Linked DNA regions of Mus musculus: all the other regions are linked to region 2. A link is a contact called in public promoter capture Hi-C data. All regions are on one chromosome and are shown on one strand. The core of a region is the stretch at or near the end of the contact, and the rest is flanking DNA. Distances in the headings are between cores, read along the strand shown.

What was found. Promoter capture Hi-C pulls out the DNA fragments that hold promoters and counts their contacts.
Region 1: a promoter capture Hi-C map of liver shows a contact between it and region 2, with 2.2 times the contacts expected there. The contact joins the promoter of Cltb here to the promoter of B4galt7 in region 2. A contact is called at or near these places in 5 of 39 promoter capture datasets (hematopoietic stem and progenitor cells, hippocampal neurons, liver and 1 more) and 2 of 115 datasets of contacts at active chromatin or transcription factors (astrocytes and pancreatic cancer cells).
Region 3: a contact with region 2 is called in a promoter capture Hi-C map of embryonic stem cells, with 2.2 times the contacts expected there. The contact joins the promoter of Neurog1 here to the promoter of B4galt7 in region 2.
Region 4: a promoter capture Hi-C map of stem cell-derived epiblast-like cells shows a contact between it and region 2, with 4 times the contacts expected there. The contact joins the promoter of 4930526F13Rik here to the promoter of B4galt7 in region 2. A contact is called at or near these places in 2 of 39 promoter capture datasets (hippocampal neurons and stem cell-derived epiblast-like cells).

The regions. Positions count from the first base shown.
Region 1 is chr13:54,608,920-54,613,531 of GRCm38.p6, reverse strand. Cltb (clathrin, light polypeptide (Lcb)) reads left to right here and starts at 2,159. Exons shown (of 6, transcript NM_001347512.1): 1 at 2,159-2,454. The coding sequence starts at 2,268.
Region 2 is chr13:55,597,430-55,601,659 of GRCm38.p6, reverse strand. It overlaps B4galt7 (xylosylprotein beta1,4-galactosyltransferase, polypeptide 7 (galactosyltransferase I)), which reads right to left and starts at 1,764. Exons shown (of 6, transcript NM_146045.2): 1 at 1,468-1,764. The coding sequence starts at 1,517. Tmed9 (transmembrane p24 trafficking protein 9) reads right to left here. Exons shown (of 5, transcript NM_026211.3): 5 at 3,963-4,230.
Region 3 is chr13:56,249,136-56,253,722 of GRCm38.p6, reverse strand. Neurog1 (neurogenin 1) reads left to right here and starts at 1,543. Exons shown (of 1, transcript NM_010896.3): 1 at 1,543-3,245. The coding sequence starts at 1,791. The coding sequence ends at 2,525.
Region 4 is chr13:54,928,579-54,933,033 of GRCm38.p6, reverse strand. 4930526F13Rik (RIKEN cDNA 4930526F13 gene) reads left to right here and starts at 2,773. Exons shown (of 2, transcript NR_167670.1): 1 at 2,773-2,884.

The sequences.
Region 1 (4,612 bases), core at 910-3,409, 990 kb after region 2:
CCTCACTGTGCGTCACTGTGATGGCCTGCTCATTCCTTCAGGCAGTGTTAATTGAACTCAGTGGGTTACTAACACAAAAAAACTGGAGAGGATGGGGGGCGGGGGCACTGGTGAGATGGCTCAGCAGGTAAGAACATTGACTGCTCTTCTGAAGGTACGGAGTTAAAATCCCAGCAACCACATGGTGGCTCACAACCACCAGTAATGAAATCTGATGCCCTCTTCTGGTGCATCTGAAGACAGCTACATTGTACCTATGTATAATAATAAATAAATCAGCCGGGCTTGGTGGCGCATGCCTTTGATCCCAGCACTCGGGAGGCAGAGGCAGGCGGATTTCTGAGTTCGAGGCCAGCCTGGTCTACAAAGTGAGTGCCAGGACAGCCAAGGCTACACAGAGAAACCCTGTCTCGAAAAACCAAAATAAATAAATAAATCTGCTGGGCAGGGCAGTGGTGGCCCATGCCTTTAATCCCAGGACTTGGGAGGCAGAGGCAGGCAGATTTCTGATTTCGAGGCCAGCCTGGTCTACAGAGTGAGTTCCAGGACAGTCAGAGCTACACAGAGAAACCCTGTCTCGGAAAACCAAAAAACTGAGTGAACAGAGTTGACTGGAGAGGGAGCAGAGGTCCTAAACCAATTCAATTCTGAAAAACCACATGAAGGCTCACAGCCATTTGCACAGCTACAGTGTCCTCACATAAATATATAAATAAATAAAAAAATTTCAAGTGGGGGAGGGGAACTGTTAGGGAGGGGATACCTGGGAGGCGTGAGATATGTGAGGGGGGAGCATATGCTCAAAATGCATTACTTGTTTGTATAAAATGACAAAGAGGGCTGTAGAGATGGCTCAGTGGTTAAGAGCACTGACTGCTCTTCCAGAGGTTCTGAGTTCAATTCCCAGCAACCACATGGTGGCTCACAACCATCTGTGATGTGATCTTGGTGCCTTCTTCTGTCCTACAGGCATATATGCAGGCAGAACACTGTATACATAATATATATATATGTATATGTATATATATATATATATATATATACACATATACACACACACACACACACACACACACACACACATATATACATATATATATATATATAAATTGACAAAGACTAAAAGAGAGGTACTCACCTGGCAGTGGTGGTGCTCGCCTTTAATCCCAGCATCCTAGAGGCAGAGACATGTGGATCTTTATGAATTTGAGGCCGGCCTTATCTACAGAGTGAGCTCCAGGATCAGCCAGGGATACATGGAGAAACCCTGTCTTGAAAAACAAAAACACAACCAAAAAAGATACTGTATTTTTGAAAAAGGTCTCCGGGTAGTGGTGGCGCATGCCTTTAATCCCAGCACTTGGGAGGCAGAGGCTGTTAGATTTCAGAGTTCGAGGCCAGCCTCGTCTTCAGAGTGAGTTCCAGGACAGCCAGGGCTATACAGAAAAACAGTCTCGAAATACAAAAAAAAAAAAAAAAAAAAAAAAAAATCACTACTTTGAAGCCAGCCTCAGCTATACAAGAATTTGAGGTCAAACAGGCTACTAAAAAACAAAACAACAACAACAAAAACCGCGAAAGTAATTGCAATGTGCAATGCGAGTTTGGCATACAATCTGCTGTCACAATACGTATATTAATTACCAAAGAAAAAAGCAGGCTCCACCTGTACTGTACTGAGTAATCAACGGGAACCTAACCAATAATGGGACAAACTGACCCTCTGCTCTAAGAACTAGAGAAAGAGCTCAAATTGAAAGACAAAACAATCAGCCAGTTAGTTGCCTTAAGGAACATCAATGTCACCAGACAGGGAGAAAGAGGAACAGTCCCTGATTTCAGGGGCTCATCACACAGATAGGGCGGCGGGATGCTTTACTCAGTCCTGAGAGAACAAGGCTCTGCTGTGCGCGCCTGGCACTCAAGCCTTTCCCAGCCTCAGCTCCCTCCTCCTACGCAGGAAGAGTACTCTTGTATCACGCAGCTCACAAAATCAGCTCTGGGAGAAACTTTTCGGTTCAATGCACCCGGTGCCAGCCCAGTGCTGCTGGCACGCTCTGGAGCCGAAGGTGGGCTTCGGGGGCTCGAACCGAGGGCGGGGCGACCACCCAGCCCCGCGGGCCCCGCCCTCGGCCGCTGACGTCACCGCATTCCCGCCGCGACTCCTCCCGCCGCCGCTGCAGCCGCAGTGACAGGCAAGCCGGGCGGGTGACGGGAAGTGCGGGCCGCGGGCGCGGGCGGGAGGTGACAGCAGCCACGCGGGGAAGATGGCTGAGGACTTCGGCTTCTTCTCATCGTCGGAGAGCGGGGCCCCGGAGGCCGCCGAGGAGGACCCAGCGGCCGCCTTCCTGGCCCAGCAGGAAAGCGAGATTGCTGGCATCGAGAATGACCCGGGTTTCGGGGCACCTGCCGCCAGCCAGGTGGCCTCTGCGCAGCCGGGACTCGCGAGCGGGGGTGAGTCAGCGCAGCGGCCTGGAACCGGGGAGGCTGAGGCCACCACCGGGGGCGGGAGGCCCAGTCTCGGTCAGACCCGGCCTGGGTCCCTGCTGTACTCTGAGTCCGGCTATCCAGGGTGACCAAGGGTACCTCGGGGGGCTGTGTGTATCCGTGAGGCCTGGGAAAAGAGGAAGGAGCCGGGAGATGAGTTGGAATCTGCGCTGAGACTGGATCTGCTGACTCTGGGGACAGGAATTTAGTCATGACATTTCATCCCCAGGCCAGCTTCTCCACCCTGGCTCTGGAACCCTCCCCCTGCTCAGTTCTGAGACTGTCCCAGTGTCCTAGCTAAGTGATACAGGTGTGGGACGGACACGTCCTCCTGACGTTAGCGTTAGCGTTCCTTTCTGCAGGGAAGCAGGGGGCGCTCAGAGAACTCGCAGCTCATCCTTTGGGGATCACCTGCAGTCCTGCAGCAGTGCGGGAGACAATGTTAATTACATATAATAATTTCATACACGTTACTGAACCCATTTTAGAACTGGCTTCAAAGGGTACACTATTAAAACAACTAGGAAGTAGCAATAAAGAATTCAACCCCTTCTTTCGGATGCTGAATTCTTCCTGTCCAGACCTCACAGTCCTTCATGGGCCCGACTGTAAGTCTAGGCAGGGGCACAAATGGCCAAGAGCTGTGCCCTTCCTGTTTGTAACTGTTTGTTTAGTGGATTTACAAAGGTGGCCCGGACCTCTGCGTGTGGCTTCAGACATAAGGGTTCAGGACCTTTTTCCTGCATTGTTATGTTTATCATTGATACTTCTGCCCCAAGGAACAATTTCTTATAAATATATTTAAATATTTAGTACAAATATGGACCTTCATGGTGACCCTCCTAGTAGACCTTGTTATTTTTTGGTGTCATGTTAAAGAGGTTTAATGGTCCTGTTGGAAATAAATATTGTATGTATACATTCATCTTTCTTTCCTTCCACACTTGCTGTGTTGCCGTCCCCACTGGGAACACAGAAGGAAGAAACTGTATCTATGGCCCAGCGTTTGAAGAAACTCTGACATAAGTGTAATAAGCCTTTTGTAACATACACGGAACTGGAGTTTGAGGGGCTATCAGGATGGCTTGTCAAGTAAATGTAAATCAGCCCAGCCTGGTGACACCTGAGCTCACGCCCTGGAACCCTCATGGCGGTAGATAGAACTCACTCCCACAAATTGTCCCCCCGACCTCGCATACATGCCTGCACCACACACACACACACACACACACAAACACACACAAGTAAAGAAAATATAAATAATAATAATTAAAAAGAAAAAACTGGAGTTTGAATGTCTTGCCTAGGGCCACACAGCCGTGAGTGATAGGTCTGGGGCTTGATTTCAGGCCTCCTAGTTATGATCTTCCAAAGGGCAGCTGTGCTGGTCTCCTTAGGAGATGATTGGATACAGCAGGGAGAAGCAGGGGCCTATCCAAGCCAGCCATGCAGCTCTGAAATAGCAGCTCTCAGTCCCTCAGCCCTTCATTGTCCCTGGGAACCTCCTAAGTTCCTGTATGGAACTCACTTGTCCATGGTCACCCCTTGGGAACAGTCCTTTCCCTCATTAGGAGGTCCCAAGTTGTTAGCAACTCAGGAGAAAGACAGATGCAGTTCCAGCTGAGGATAGCCACAGGAGCCTGGGATTTTGCAAGTTGTAGTCTTTCCTAGGGACTTACAGTCTGGGTGGGTAGGGCACTGACTAGCCCTAGATATGAGATAACCGGGAGGGAGACAGTGGTGATAACCCTTAGGGAAGCAGCCAGGGACTTGACCCTCTGAGGGTCTCCCGGACTCCATCAAGCTGCAGGTGCCCAGCTGCCCTTCTGAGTGGCAGTTTGGGGAACAAGGAGGTGCTTCAGGAGGGGAGCTCAGCGGGTGTTCAGGCATAAATAGAACAGACCTGATTCTCCTAAGCCTAGACAGTGGGAGGTACCCATCCTCCTCTGCGTTTGCAGGGAATGATAGGAGCCTGGGTGGTCTGAGGTGAACTGTCTGGGCAATTCTGGGAGTTGGAAAGAAGCTAGTTCTAACAGCAGCCACCAATGCACACCTCTGAGTCACCTCCCAGAGACAATGAGGTCTTCTGATAGCAGCTCTCGAGCCAAGTTCAATGCCGCTTCAC
Region 2 (4,230 bases), core at 515-3,014:
ATTTTATATATGTCCCATGAATCTTTGCCACTGTGTCAAAAGCACTGAATGGACATCAATCTATTTTTCTGAGAACACAATAACAGAAAATGATCAGAAGATGGCAATTCTCCTCTATAAACTATCTTCACCATTCTTCAATGAGCCCTTACAAGTAGATATTATGATATTCATTTCAGAGATGGAAAACCGAGGTCAGAAAAATTAAGTGGTCTATTTCTGGCCACCATGGACCATGCTTCTACTATATTACTGTCACCTTTTAACACCAAATCTGAAAAAAAAAAAGAAAAGAAAAAGAAAAAGAAACAAACACCCCAAAAGTGTGTCCACTAAATTCTAGAGCCTTACAATATCTAACAAATGTGTCATTCATTAAGTGAATATACACTAACGTGTTGGGGGAAAGAAAATGGGGGCCCCCAACCATAAATTACATTGTTCCTCCATACCTGTGACTTTGTTATTGTTATGGATCATAATATAAATATCTGATGTATGCAACCCATGGGGGGGCGCGACCCACAGGTTGAGAACCACTGGACTAGCCCAAGGTCCAAACAAAAAGATGCTTCAAGCCTAAAAGTGTAATGCCCCATAAATCTAGGCAGGAAAATCACCTCCGCCATTCTGTTTCAGTGAGAAATATCTTAAACTCGGGTATGAGCCAGACTCACACCTAACACTTAAAGCAGACCCCCACACAAGTACAGCAGCACAGGAAATGAACTACTGGGTGTGTCTAGTATAAGACAGGCAATGGCTAACCAACCAGGAAGAGAACACAGGAAGCTCTGTCTGGTGTGATCTTCCCGGCCAACCGCAAAGTATGAGAGGGCATGAAGGCGAAGGATAGGATTTGAAGTCACATGGATATGACGGGGCAGACAGAAAATAAATAAATAAATAAATAAAGACCTTCAGCGCCACAACACAGAGAGATCCGCTGTAAGAAACGAACAGAATCATCTGCTACATGAAAACAGACAGACAAACACACAAAGGCACAGGAGAAAGAGTGGTTCTCAGCCTTCCTACTGCTGCAGCCCTTTTATACAACTCCTCACGGTTGTGGTGGTCCCCAACCATAAATGTCGTCGTTATTCCACATTTGTGGTTTTGTTATTGTTATGAATCGTAACATAAATGTCTGATATATGCAACCCAAGGGGGCCGCGACCCACAGGTTGAGAGCCACTGGACTAGTTCGCGGTCCAAACAAAAAGATCAATGGAGAGAGCAAGGCAGAGACCCAGACACAGGGACGCGCAGAATAGAAGCTAGTAGGAAAAGAGAGCCGTGCAGACAATACCAATGACGTTCCCCCCACCCCCAGAGAACCACAAACACTCAGGGTGACCCCCAGAAACCCAGATGCGACAGCGTAGGGCTGCTAAGATTTGCAGGAGGTCGAGAAAAGGAATGGCACCCAGGGGGACGCGGCTCCTGCCCGTTGCGGCCGCTCACCTGCCATCCTCCCAGGGCAGCTGCGCCGCTTTCCTCCGGGAGGGCAACATCGTGGCGGGACACAGCAGGACATGGGGCTCTGGCTCAAAGCCCCGCTGCCCGGCCTGCCCAGCCTACGCGGCGTCTCCGCCCCCGCCCCGCCCCCCGGTCCGCCGAGTCCGTCCCTCCGGTTGGGCCGGCTGCACCTCAGAGCCACAGCTTATAAGGTTCTGCTGTCTGGAGAACCGATGGCGGGACCTAGCTAGGTTCTCACTACATACAAGGGCCCACTGGATGTCACAAGAAAGGGAGTTCCCTCCCATCACCCAAGTCAAAGGCGACCAAACAAGCTAGAGACTAGCTGGAACTAGACGTGTACTGCATAACAGAACGTCTGGGATAAGGTACATCTTCCTCCTTTTTCCCCCAAGTGAAGGCTGGTATCATCGCAGCATTCCTACGGTCAGCCCAGCAGAGAAAGCACGTACTCTTGGAGCATAAGATCCAGTTCAGAATTCGGAGCTGATCTCGGAAGACTGATTGTGCTTCAAACACTGCTCTGATAATTTAACAACGCTGAGGCGAGTCGATTTCTCTGTGACGGTTTCATCACTTGGGTTATATAAATTGTTCGTATTCTGTGTGGTCATTGTAGGAAACGAAAACCCATTTGGTGCAGTGCTTGGCACAGTCACACTATATAAATGCTGTCGTCCGATTTGAGAACCTAAGGAATGAATAGGAGACTGAGCCGCCTCTTTGCCTGTGTGAATTTATCTACTCTCTTCCCCTCTTCCCCACCTGGGAAAAGAGAGGCAGTTACTAGACTTCATGTCTGTTCTTTCAGGCAAAATTTAATATTCTAATAAGTACCTAACATTTATTAAGTTTTACTTTGTGCTACTCATTTTTTTTTAAGATTTAGTTATTATATGTAAGTACACTGTAGCTGACTTCAGACAGTCCAGGAGAGGGCATCAGATCTCATTACGGATGGTTGTCAGCCCGTGAGCCACCATGTGGTTGCTGAGATTTGAACTCAGGACCTCTGGAAGAGCATCGAGCCATCTCTCCAGCTCCTGTTCTAAGTTCTTTATGGCTGTGCTTTTATTCAGTCTTTATGAATAGGTATTATTTCCATTGTGAAGATGAAAGGACCAAGGCACAGGCAGGTCATTGGTTTGTGTGCACAATCTTTCCAGCCACAATCCATGATCTCCAATTTCAAGTGCATTGTTTCAAGGTAGATCTTCACTATTGGTTAAGTTAATTGTTCTTAACTTTCTTTCCCCTCTTAAACCCTAACAAACACAACTCAATGATTTGCTCTGTGGCTCACCTAGGGCTCTGCATCCCACACCAGAAACTTACCAAGTCAACCATAGATGGGGCAGACCTTTTTTTTTTTTTTAATTTTCTTTTAAGATTTATTTTATATATGTGAGTACACTGTCACTCTCTTCAGACACATCAGAAGGCATCGGATGCCCATTACAGACGGTTGTGAGACACCATGTGGTTGCTGGGAATTGAACTCAGGACCTCTGGAAGATCAGTCAGTGCTCTTAACCACTGAGTCATCTCTCCAGCCTGATGTGGCAGATCTTAAAGGCAGGATTGACCTCCTGCAGAGACCAGTTAGGCAGGGCCATCAGGCGATAAGACAGTCAGGTGACCTGTTGCTCTAGTGTTAGACCTCAAACTCAAGAAACTAAATTTTACATAAAAACCCAAATTAGCCAGGCGGTGGTGGCACACGCCTTTAATCCCAGCACTCGGAAGGCAGAGGCAGGCAGATTTCTGAGTTTGAGGCCAGCCTGGTTTACAAAGTGAGTTCCAGGACAGCCAAGGCTGTACAGAGAAACCCTGTCTCGAAAAAAACAAAACAAACCCAAATGAACTGCTTTTAAATCAGTGTTCCGTTATTTGTCATGTTGACACTTGGCACTCTTGGTGAGCAATGTCAGATGGTTTTGACAAACCCGTCAGCACCTGCCCGCTACAAGAAACCATAGCAAGGATGGAGATCGTGATGTTCACAGGTGGAGACTACCCTGGAGTGTGAGGCCTTGTGCCCTCTGGAAGTTACTACTCCCACCCACCCTCTTTTTGTTTTTTCCAGACATGGCTTCTCTGTGTAATAGCCTTGGCTGTCCTGGATTCACTACATAGACCAGGCTGGCCTTGAACTCACAGAGATCTACCTGCCTCTGCCTCCTGAGTGCTGCTATTAAAGTTGTGCACCATCACGTCTGGCCTTGTTCCATTCTCTTAAGTCCAAGTATCATCACACCCACCAAGAGTAACTACAGGGCTGGAGAGATGGCTCAGCAGTTAGGAGCACTGACTGCTATTCTGAAGGTCCTGAGTTCAAATCCCAGCAGCCGCATGGTGGCTCACAACCATCTGTAATGATATCTGATGCCCTTTTCTGGTGTGCCTGAGGACAGCTACAGTATACTTATATATAATAAATAAATAAATCTTTAAAAAAAAAAAAGAGTAACCACGAACAGTTTTTCTTCCTTTTTTTCTTTTTTCTTTTTTATTGGGAAACCAATGTAACAAACCCACATTCATTGAAAATAAACTCAGTAACTAAGACTCTGTAGGCTCTGTTTCCAACCAGCACCAAAGTCTCTGCTTGGTTTGATACCAGTTGTTCAAGCCCCAGAAAGGACAATTGTAACAAACTAAAATCAACCTCTGGGCCCCTTTTGTGCACTGCAACCCCTCCACACCCTTAAACTGACACGCAGCAAACACACCCTATATAAGCAGGCT
Region 3 (4,587 bases), core at 294-2,793, 650 kb before region 2:
GGTAATTTTAAGGAAGCCCAAAGAAATAAATACAGGGCCTGGAATTGTCACAAGGTCAGACTGGTGCCGGTATTCTGGGACCACCAGAAGCTGTCACAGGGACAGAAAGAGGCAGAGCTACCATTGCACAACTCCCAGCAGCCCTTGGGCTCCTGGGATGCCCAAGGATCTGTCAACAATTACTTTTTCTTGCATAATCTGATTACAGCCATTTCCTGCCACTTTTTACAAACCTCCTCAAGCCCTAATCTGTAACTGTGTCCTAGCTTTCTGCCCAAGAGCTGCTACAGAGGGAAGGAGCCACGGGGCAAGAGCTAGGCATAGGCAAAGAGGCTGTGCTTTCTCTACCAAGGCGCAGGTGTCCTGGACAGAGCCCCTTTGAAGACAGCAGGCTAGGCATTGCACTGGGCCTGAGGCCACCACTCAGATATCATGGAAAGGGGGGGGGGGCGCCTCTAGGGTGTTCCTTTTGTTTTTAATACCTGACTCCACGATCCAGGTTTGCTCCTTAATAAATAACTCCTCTCAGGTGCATTTGAGAGGCTGCCTGAGCCTCTATTGCTGTCCGGCAAACAGGAAAATGACTCGACCCACAGAATGAGGACATTTCTCTGGACTAGGCAAGTTTATAGGCAAATTGGCAGAAGGGATGGGGACGGAATTCCACTGTGTGCTTGCTGCCTTCTGTGGGACATCTCTCTCCTGGCCAGAAGCTAAGTCCCTTAGCCAGCTGGCACTGGGGTGAGCCCCTGAGGCTGGCACCATTCCAAAACGTGCGGCACAAGAGGATGCTTGGAAATGGAGAGAGCAAGATTTCAGGAGAAGAGGGGGTCTGCACACCCCCATATTACCTCGTGAGTCTTTGAGGAGGGGTACGCGGGCAGGGGCAGAGTGGGGTCAAGCCCCAGCTCAGTCTGGGAACTCATTGGATCTTTAGATCTTTCTCTTGCTGTCTTCTTCATTAACCTTGGCGGAGCAGGGACATCTATCCCTCCTCAAGACGTGTAACTGTTTACTGGTCCTGTCTGTTTAGATGCGAATAGTCAATCAGTAGCAGGCAAAGGGATGCGAACTCAGTAGCAGGCAAAGGGATGCGAACCCAGCCTCCAGCCTCAGCCCCAGCTCTCCATCACCCGCCACAGAGCTCACACTTTCTGCCAGGGCTCCTCCTCCCCATCCACCCCAGCGAGGGACACCCGCGCGCCCCTGGGAGGAGTGTGCCTCGGCCCGCCGCTAATCGCCCCCGGCCCCCGCCTTCGCCCGGGTTTCCCGGCCAGAGACGCCCCGGCCTCCCTCGCTTGATCCGGCTCCCGGAGCAGGCCGGGCCACCGATTGGCCGGCGGTAATTACGGGCACGCTCCAGGAGGGGGGCTGGGCGGGGGCGGCCTCCCGCGAGCATAAATTATGCAAATAGCAGGCGCCGCACGGGGCTGACCTGCCGCCTCTCGCCATTCACCCGCGCCGCCTCGGGGGCGGAGGTGGCCAGGGAGGGGGCGCCCATTGTTGCGCGCCGTACTTAAGGGGTCCTGAGGCCGGTCGTGTGCCACACTTGGTGCTCACAGGAGCTGATCTGATCGCCGGCGACATCACTCAGGAGACCAGCCCGGCGCGTGGCCCCTGCAGGCGAGGCGAGGAGGGCCAAGCCCATTCACTCCCTGAGCCCCTGCGATCTTCCCGGCCCTCGCGCCTGCAGCAGGCACAGGCTAGCCCCGGGTCGTACGGACAGTAAGTGCGCTTCGAAGGCCGACCTCCAAACCTCCTGTCCGTCTGTCGGTCCTGCACACTGCAAGATGCCTGCCCCTTTGGAGACCTGCATCTCTGATCTCGACTGCTCCAGCAGCAACAGCAGCAGCGACCTGTCCAGCTTCCTCACCGACGAGGAGGACTGTGCCAGGCTACAGCCCCTAGCCTCCACCTCGGGGCTGTCCGTGCCAGCCCGGAGGAGCGCTCCCGCCCTCTCCGGGGCATCGAATGTTCCCGGTGCCCAGGACGAAGAGCAGGAACGGCGGAGGCGGCGAGGTCGCGCTCGGGTGCGGTCCGAGGCTCTGCTGCACTCCCTGCGGAGGAGTCGTCGCGTCAAAGCCAACGATCGCGAGCGCAACCGCATGCACAACCTCAACGCTGCGCTGGACGCCTTGCGCAGCGTGCTGCCCTCGTTCCCCGACGACACCAAGCTCACCAAGATTGAGACGCTGCGCTTCGCCTACAACTACATCTGGGCCCTGGCTGAGACACTGCGCCTGGCAGATCAAGGGCTCCCCGGGGGCAGTGCCCGGGAGCGCCTCCTGCCTCCGCAGTGTGTCCCCTGTCTGCCCGGGCCCCCGAGCCCGGCCAGCGACACTGAGTCCTGGGGTTCCGGGGCCGCTGCCTCCCCCTGCGCCACTGTGGCATCACCACTCTCTGACCCCAGTAGTCCCTCGGCTTCAGAAGACTTCACCTATGGCCCGGGCGATCCCCTTTTCTCCTTTCCTGGCCTGCCCAAAGACCTGCTCCACACGACGCCCTGTTTCATCCCATACCACTAGGCCTTTGTAAGGCAACATCAATACTTTCTTCCTCCCCCAGTCTAAGAGCAATAATAGATGGGGAACTGGCTGAAGCCTCCGGGGGCCACACTTACCCCCAAGTGAATTCTGGGAGCTTTAAAGGGGGGAGGGGGAATACCTGACCACTTGTTAGGTTGCTGCACCCTCGCTGAAGCTGCCCTCGGTCTATTTCTCCACCCCCAGCACGGCCTCCCCCCCCCCCCGCCCGCCCCCAGACGGCCTTTCGTTTTTGTTGCACTTTCTGAACTTCACAAAACCTTCTTTGTGACTGGCTCAGAACTGACCCCAGCCACCACTTCAGTGTGGTTTGGAAAAGGGACAGATGAGCCCCTGAAGACGAGGTGAAAAGTCAATTTTACAATTTGTAGAACTCTAATGAAGAAAAACGAGCATGAAAATTCGGTTTGAGCCGGCTGACAATACAATGGCAAGGCTTAAAAAGGAGCCACAAGGAGTGGGCTTCATGCATTATGGATCCCGACCCCCGCCACTGTGGGCTTGCTCCAGGAAGAACCTGAGTGCTAGCATAGCTATTCAGGCACTGGACTGGAGGGTACTTTAATTTATTCAGGATGCTTCATTCATATGAAAATGTATTTTTGTACATAAAGAATTTATTCTATTATTATGAGCTATCAAAGTTTACATTTTTGTACTGCAGATGCTTCGTGTAAATAAAAAAAAATAAGGGAAAAAAAAGTAGTCACCCGTTTCCTTGCCTAGTAGCGGTGTCTCTGGGGCTTTCCCTCATCCCCTTGGCAGCTCCACCTGTAAAGTGAAATATTATCCCACCATCTCCAAACCTCCAATCCTGTTTCAAAAACAACTTAAAAATAAAGCGCACCCGACTATCGCCAAGAACGAGGGAGACAGATTAAGGCACTTTGAGCCATCCATTCCTTCTGCCTTGTAAACACAAGAGAGAACTTTCAGGCACCCCATAAGCCAATTAAGACTTTCTAATGGGGAATTAGCCCCGATCCGCAGCTACCTGTAGAGGTAGGGGCCTGGAGTCTTTTGAGGAACTCCACATCAGCTGGCTCTGTATTTCAAAGGGAGGGGATTAAAAAGATCAATACAGTGTGGCCACTGGCTAGGAAGCCCCAGGGACAGGTGGGCCTAGTCTGGGCAATCAGAAGGGTCTACTCTTGGAGCTGCCCTATTTAGAAGAGGAAATTGATTTGTAAACAACGCCTTTAAAGTATTGTCCATGAAGGCTGGGGTCCTCCTAGCTGTGAGGAGTTGGCTGCATTGTCCCCACGTGGGATCAACAGCTGCCTTAAAACTTCGGGTTAGGGTGGCATAGCCCTCCACACATGGGCGTTTCTACTCGCTGCAGCTCCAAGTGTGGGGGAGGGGGTCCCACAGAGAAGGGCTTTGCTCAGCTAGTCCTCAGGGGCTTTCATTTGTTCCTAGAGAAATCCCAGTGGGGACGTTTTTTTTTTTTTTTTTTTTTTTCTGGCTGCAGTGCTTGTCAGTAGTCTGACAATTGGCTAATAGCACTAGCCGGGCAGGAGTAACTTTTCCTTTACATTTCAGAATGGGGATGATTACAGGAAGCCCTGTCACTTCTTCTGGTCTCACAAGTTGCCCCATAGTAGGACAGCATCCTCCTACTTCATACATTGAGCTGCCCTTTGTGATGAGGCAGCTATTTCATGGGAAGGGGGCTTGTAGGATTTTTTTTTCCAGGCAATGCCTCTGACAGAAACCCTTTGCCTTCTGACATTTGGTCCTGGTGGCTGGGATCCACAAATTCATATGCCCCAGCCAGCAATGCTAAGCCCTGCCACAGGCAAGATGCCCTGTGTCAGATAAGAAGGCTACCTTCCAGAAGGTTTTGGAAAATCGGATACCTTCTCTAATTGCCCTGGAGCAGGGGATGAGTACTCTTAAGAAGTCTGAGAGATTGCAGAGCCTAAGAGCAGAGTCAGCAGTTCCTCTTAGAAGCTGTCTCTCTGATGGCCCAGCCTGGGGCCTGCTGGATGACCTCCTCTCACATCTAACCACCAGCTTTTAGCTTCCTGAAGCAAACTGACAT
Region 4 (4,455 bases), core at 1,524-4,023, 670 kb after region 2:
CTGAACATTAGAGAACAGAGATCCTGGAAAACTCAGGAGAGCTTTGAGGGAGACACATAAGAAGCTCTAGGGAACATGTGAGTCTTGAATGGACATGGGATTAACTGAAGTCCAAATAGCTACCATTTTCCTATTTCTACTATTGGAGAAATAGTCCCCAAACCCAGATGCCCCTCCGTTCCAATGTTGTCCTGGTGTTTGCCTGGCAGCAGGTTTTCTATCATCCATGGCCTCTGGGAGAATCCTGTCCTCCTATTCCTGACTTTGCCTTTTGATCTCATGCCAAATTTGTAGGGTCCTGGGTGTCTGTCCATTGCTAGGCAACAGAATAACATAATGAAGTCTCAAAGGAATCTAGGGCTGGAAGGAGGCTTGCTAAGAGGGTCCTACGCTCACTTGAGACTGAGCAGAAAGCTGCTATGGGAATCCAGAGGACACCTCGGGTCCTCACTGTCTCTAGGCAGGCATGGGGTAGAGCACGGCCCTCGTCTGCAGTATGCTCAGCCAGCACACTCAGTCTTCTTCATGACCGATTTGCGGACTAGAACTGAGGTCCTCAACTCTGCTCACCAGGGGCTCAGTGGACTTATGCCCAGACTCCACTCCACCAACTGCACCCTTGATTCTTATCCTTGTCACCTCTCATTGTCACCTGGTGCCTTGAGCTCAGGTGGCACTTTCTCCAAATCTGCAGTGTACAGCTTCCACATGGGAGACTATGGCCTCAGAGGGGGAACTTCACTTTGCTGGGCCTGTGAGGGTGTCCACCTCAGAACTGACGGCACCCAGCCTGGTTTGCACAAAGCACGGCTATCTCAGCAGACTGCCTCCTGTCTCCGCTTTGGCCTTCCCATTAATGGGCAGTTAGCAGTCTTATCCCACTCTGACAAGCGATTGGCACCCCCTCCTTTGCAAGGCTGTTTGGAACTCCCTGTTTTTGTTCTTTGTTTTCTAGGAACCACAGGGTCTTCCAAAGGTCATTCAATTGCATATCTAGAAATCCTGTTCCTCTCCAGTTTGGTACAATGTCTTCATGGGGTGCATAGGAGGTGGGATAGTCAAGGCATAAGGTGGTGTGAGTGTGGGCTGACATTGGGGAGCACCAGGTGGCACCACCCTTCCATTCCTATAGGCAGCTACAGTTAAATAACCATTCTTTAGAAGGGAGCACCCAGGGACAAAGACACTGTCTCAGGTGACAGGTACTGGTGAGGCTGGACCTGAACCAGCCCAGGCCTCTCTGAGTGCTAGTGCTCTTTCTCCTTGTCTTTCCATGCTGAGCTAAAGGCAAAGTCTATGGCTGCTCACTAAGGGACTCAAGACATAACGGGCTGGCCAGACCAAGACATTCTTTCCTTGCGAGCCTGTCCAGGAGGTGCCAGGGGCCCAGTAGGGAACAGCCTGGCTGGGCCTGGCAGAGTTCACAGAATCACTGCCCATGGGAGAACCCGACCACCCTTTAGTCCCAACATGGGGGACTTGGGGGCTTCCCATTGCTGTGCACGAAGCTGCTGCCACTGCCTGCTGCTCCAAATGGCTGCGAGGCCATAAAGCAGCTGAGGAAAAATGATGGCGAGGAAGGAAAACGAGCCACTGAGGAAATTAACTCTCACCCGGGGAGATCTTGGCTTTCTGCTGACAGAGGCCTCTACCCTATAAAGCCAAGAGCTTAAACTCCACTCTTACAGTAATTACCATGCCTTAGACACCTCTGCCCTTGGCCTAGCCCTTCCAGGGCACCGAAAGAGACCCACAGCCTAGAGCTGGAGTCTTCAGGGAACAAGGAATGGGAGGGAAGTTTGGTGCCATAGCCAGGGTCTCCTTCATGTAGAGGACTATCCAATGGCTATTAAGGCCCATTGGGGACTTGGGAACCATGTTCCAACTTCCTCACTTGATAGATAAGGAATCTGAAGGCTCAGAGAGGGTTAGTGATTAAGTGAAGGTCACCCAGCCAAAGGCCAGACCAGATTTAAAGTTCCTTCCCTCCTTGTAGGCCAGAGCCATTTCTGTCAAGTCTTGGCCCTGATATGCATATTTCTCTCAGACTGAGTCCAAGTTAGGCCCAGGAAAAACACAAGGGCAGGTGCTGGCCTCAGTTAAAACATGTAGTCAGGCTGGGCAGTGGTGGTGCACGCCTTTAATCCCAGCACTTGGGAGGCAGAGGCAGGTGGATTTCTGAGTTTGAGGCCAGCCTGGTCTACAGAGTGAGTTCCAGGACAGCCAGGGCTACACAGAGAAACCCTCTCTCAAAAAACCAAAAAAAAGAAATAAAAACAACAACAACAACAACAAAATCCATGCAGTCAGTACCACAATTGGGTCTGCTCCCATTACCTGGTGGATCCACTCCCCCGGCAAAGCTGGATCCAGTACAGGCTCTCTGGCAACAGCCACTCTTAGTGACTCCAGCTTTAGCCAGTTTTGGGGATGGCCTGTAGCCCCTACAAAGGAGAATGACCTCCTGACAGCTGGCAGTGAGAGGCACCCCTTCAGGGGAAGGTCTCTGCCATCCTATCCCTGATGCCAAGGCAAGCCTTTCTTCCATCCCACTCCCCTAACCAGCCTTTGTCTCTGCCCAGCTTGGGGCTGCACACCCCCACCTCACATGTCTCTCCAAGTGGGGACATCTGTTGTTTTTTCCTGCAAGCACGTCCCTCTCTGTGGACCACCCCTTTCCTTTGCTAGTTCTTGAGCTTCTGAAGACACTGGTCCCCGGGGGAGGGGCACACTTCAGACTTGGCTACTGTTGCTCCCGTCACCCTGGTTACCAGAGTGTATAGGGAACTCAACAGTCCAAGTGGATGCTGGGATCCCAGGAAGCAGGTGTCTTCTTCCCGCAGGAACTGCTGGTCAGAGGTGCCAGGCCTGTGATGCTCATCAGGTGAGGATGCTGGCAAGGCAGAGGAACACAGGCCTGTGTGAGGTAGGCGCATACAGGCGCATTCCTGGCGACCGATGAGCACCTGGATTAGCCAAACTTGAAGTCAGGAAACCACGATCACTATTTCAGTGCTCTGTGACTTTACCTCACCTGACACGCCATATTTTCTGTCACTTGTAACTGACGTGGCAACGCCTCCTGTTAGGGACCCAGCCTGAAGTCACTGCCTCTCTCCAGGTCTTCCTTACAAGGACCCCTAGAGCCTGCCTGGGTCTGAGTCTCTGGAGTCTGTATTTTAGTCCCGTTACAAAACAAAGATCTGGGTCATTTTGCTGAATGTGAAGCTTCTGTTGTCTGTCACTCTGGTGACAGTTACACTGAGCAGACCTCTGAAGGTCCATATAATGACCCCCTGCACCACCAGGCCCTGGTTTTATGTCCACAGTGGTGATTGTCATTTACACAGACATTCTTGCATTAGAAGGCCCTGGGATTACTGAAATAAACAAACATGGACAATGTGTACATTGGTTTCTGCTCTCTCTGCTAGATCTCCCTGGGGGACATAGTCACCTAGCTGAGGCTTGGTCACCCATGGTGTGCCATCTCTGACATTATGAGCCCATGATCCTGAAAACTGAGTCCCTCATTTCTTCTGGGGTTGTTGAGTCTGTGGGAATTGCCAGGGGCCACCATGGGGGGGATGGCTGTCGAAGTACTGTCAAAGTTGTCTTACTCTTTAAACTGAACACTTATTTATGTGTCTACGTGTGTCTGCTTGTCTGTATGTGCGCATCATGTGTGAGGTATTCTAGGAGACCACAGGGGGTATCAGATCCCCACAGGAGCTGGAGTTACAGATGGCTGTGTGCTGTCAAGTGTGAATGCTGGGAACTGAGATCCAGTCCCCTGCACCATCTCTCTATCTCCAGTTCCTTGTTTCTCTGAGTCAGTCTAACATGAGTTTCTTTACTTCTTCCTTCCTTCCTCCCTCCCTCCCTCCCTCCCTCCCTCCCTCTCTCTCTCTCTCTCTCTCTTTCTTTCTTTCTTTCTTTCTTTCTTTCTTTCTTTCTTTCTTTCTTTCATTTATGTGTTTGTTTGTTTATTTACTGTGTACATGTGTGTGTATATGTTGGGATCCATATATGTGTTAGGGTAATAAGTGTGCATGAGGAGGCCGAAGGTACACATTGGCTGTTGTTTCTCAAGCACTGTATTAATCTGGGCTTTCTAGAGGAATAGAACTGATAGAAGGTATACATATATACAAATGTACATCCATACACGCACATATATACATCTATACACACTTACATGTATGCATACAAATACACATCTGTACACATTTGCATATATATACATATATATGAATACACATCTATATACACTTGCATATATATACATTCACACACATTTACATATATATATACATATGAATACACATCTATATACATTTACATATATACATATATACAATTATACATCTACACACATATATACATCAATATACCTTTATATTTACATATATACATATATGAATATACATATATAAATATATACTTGCATGCATA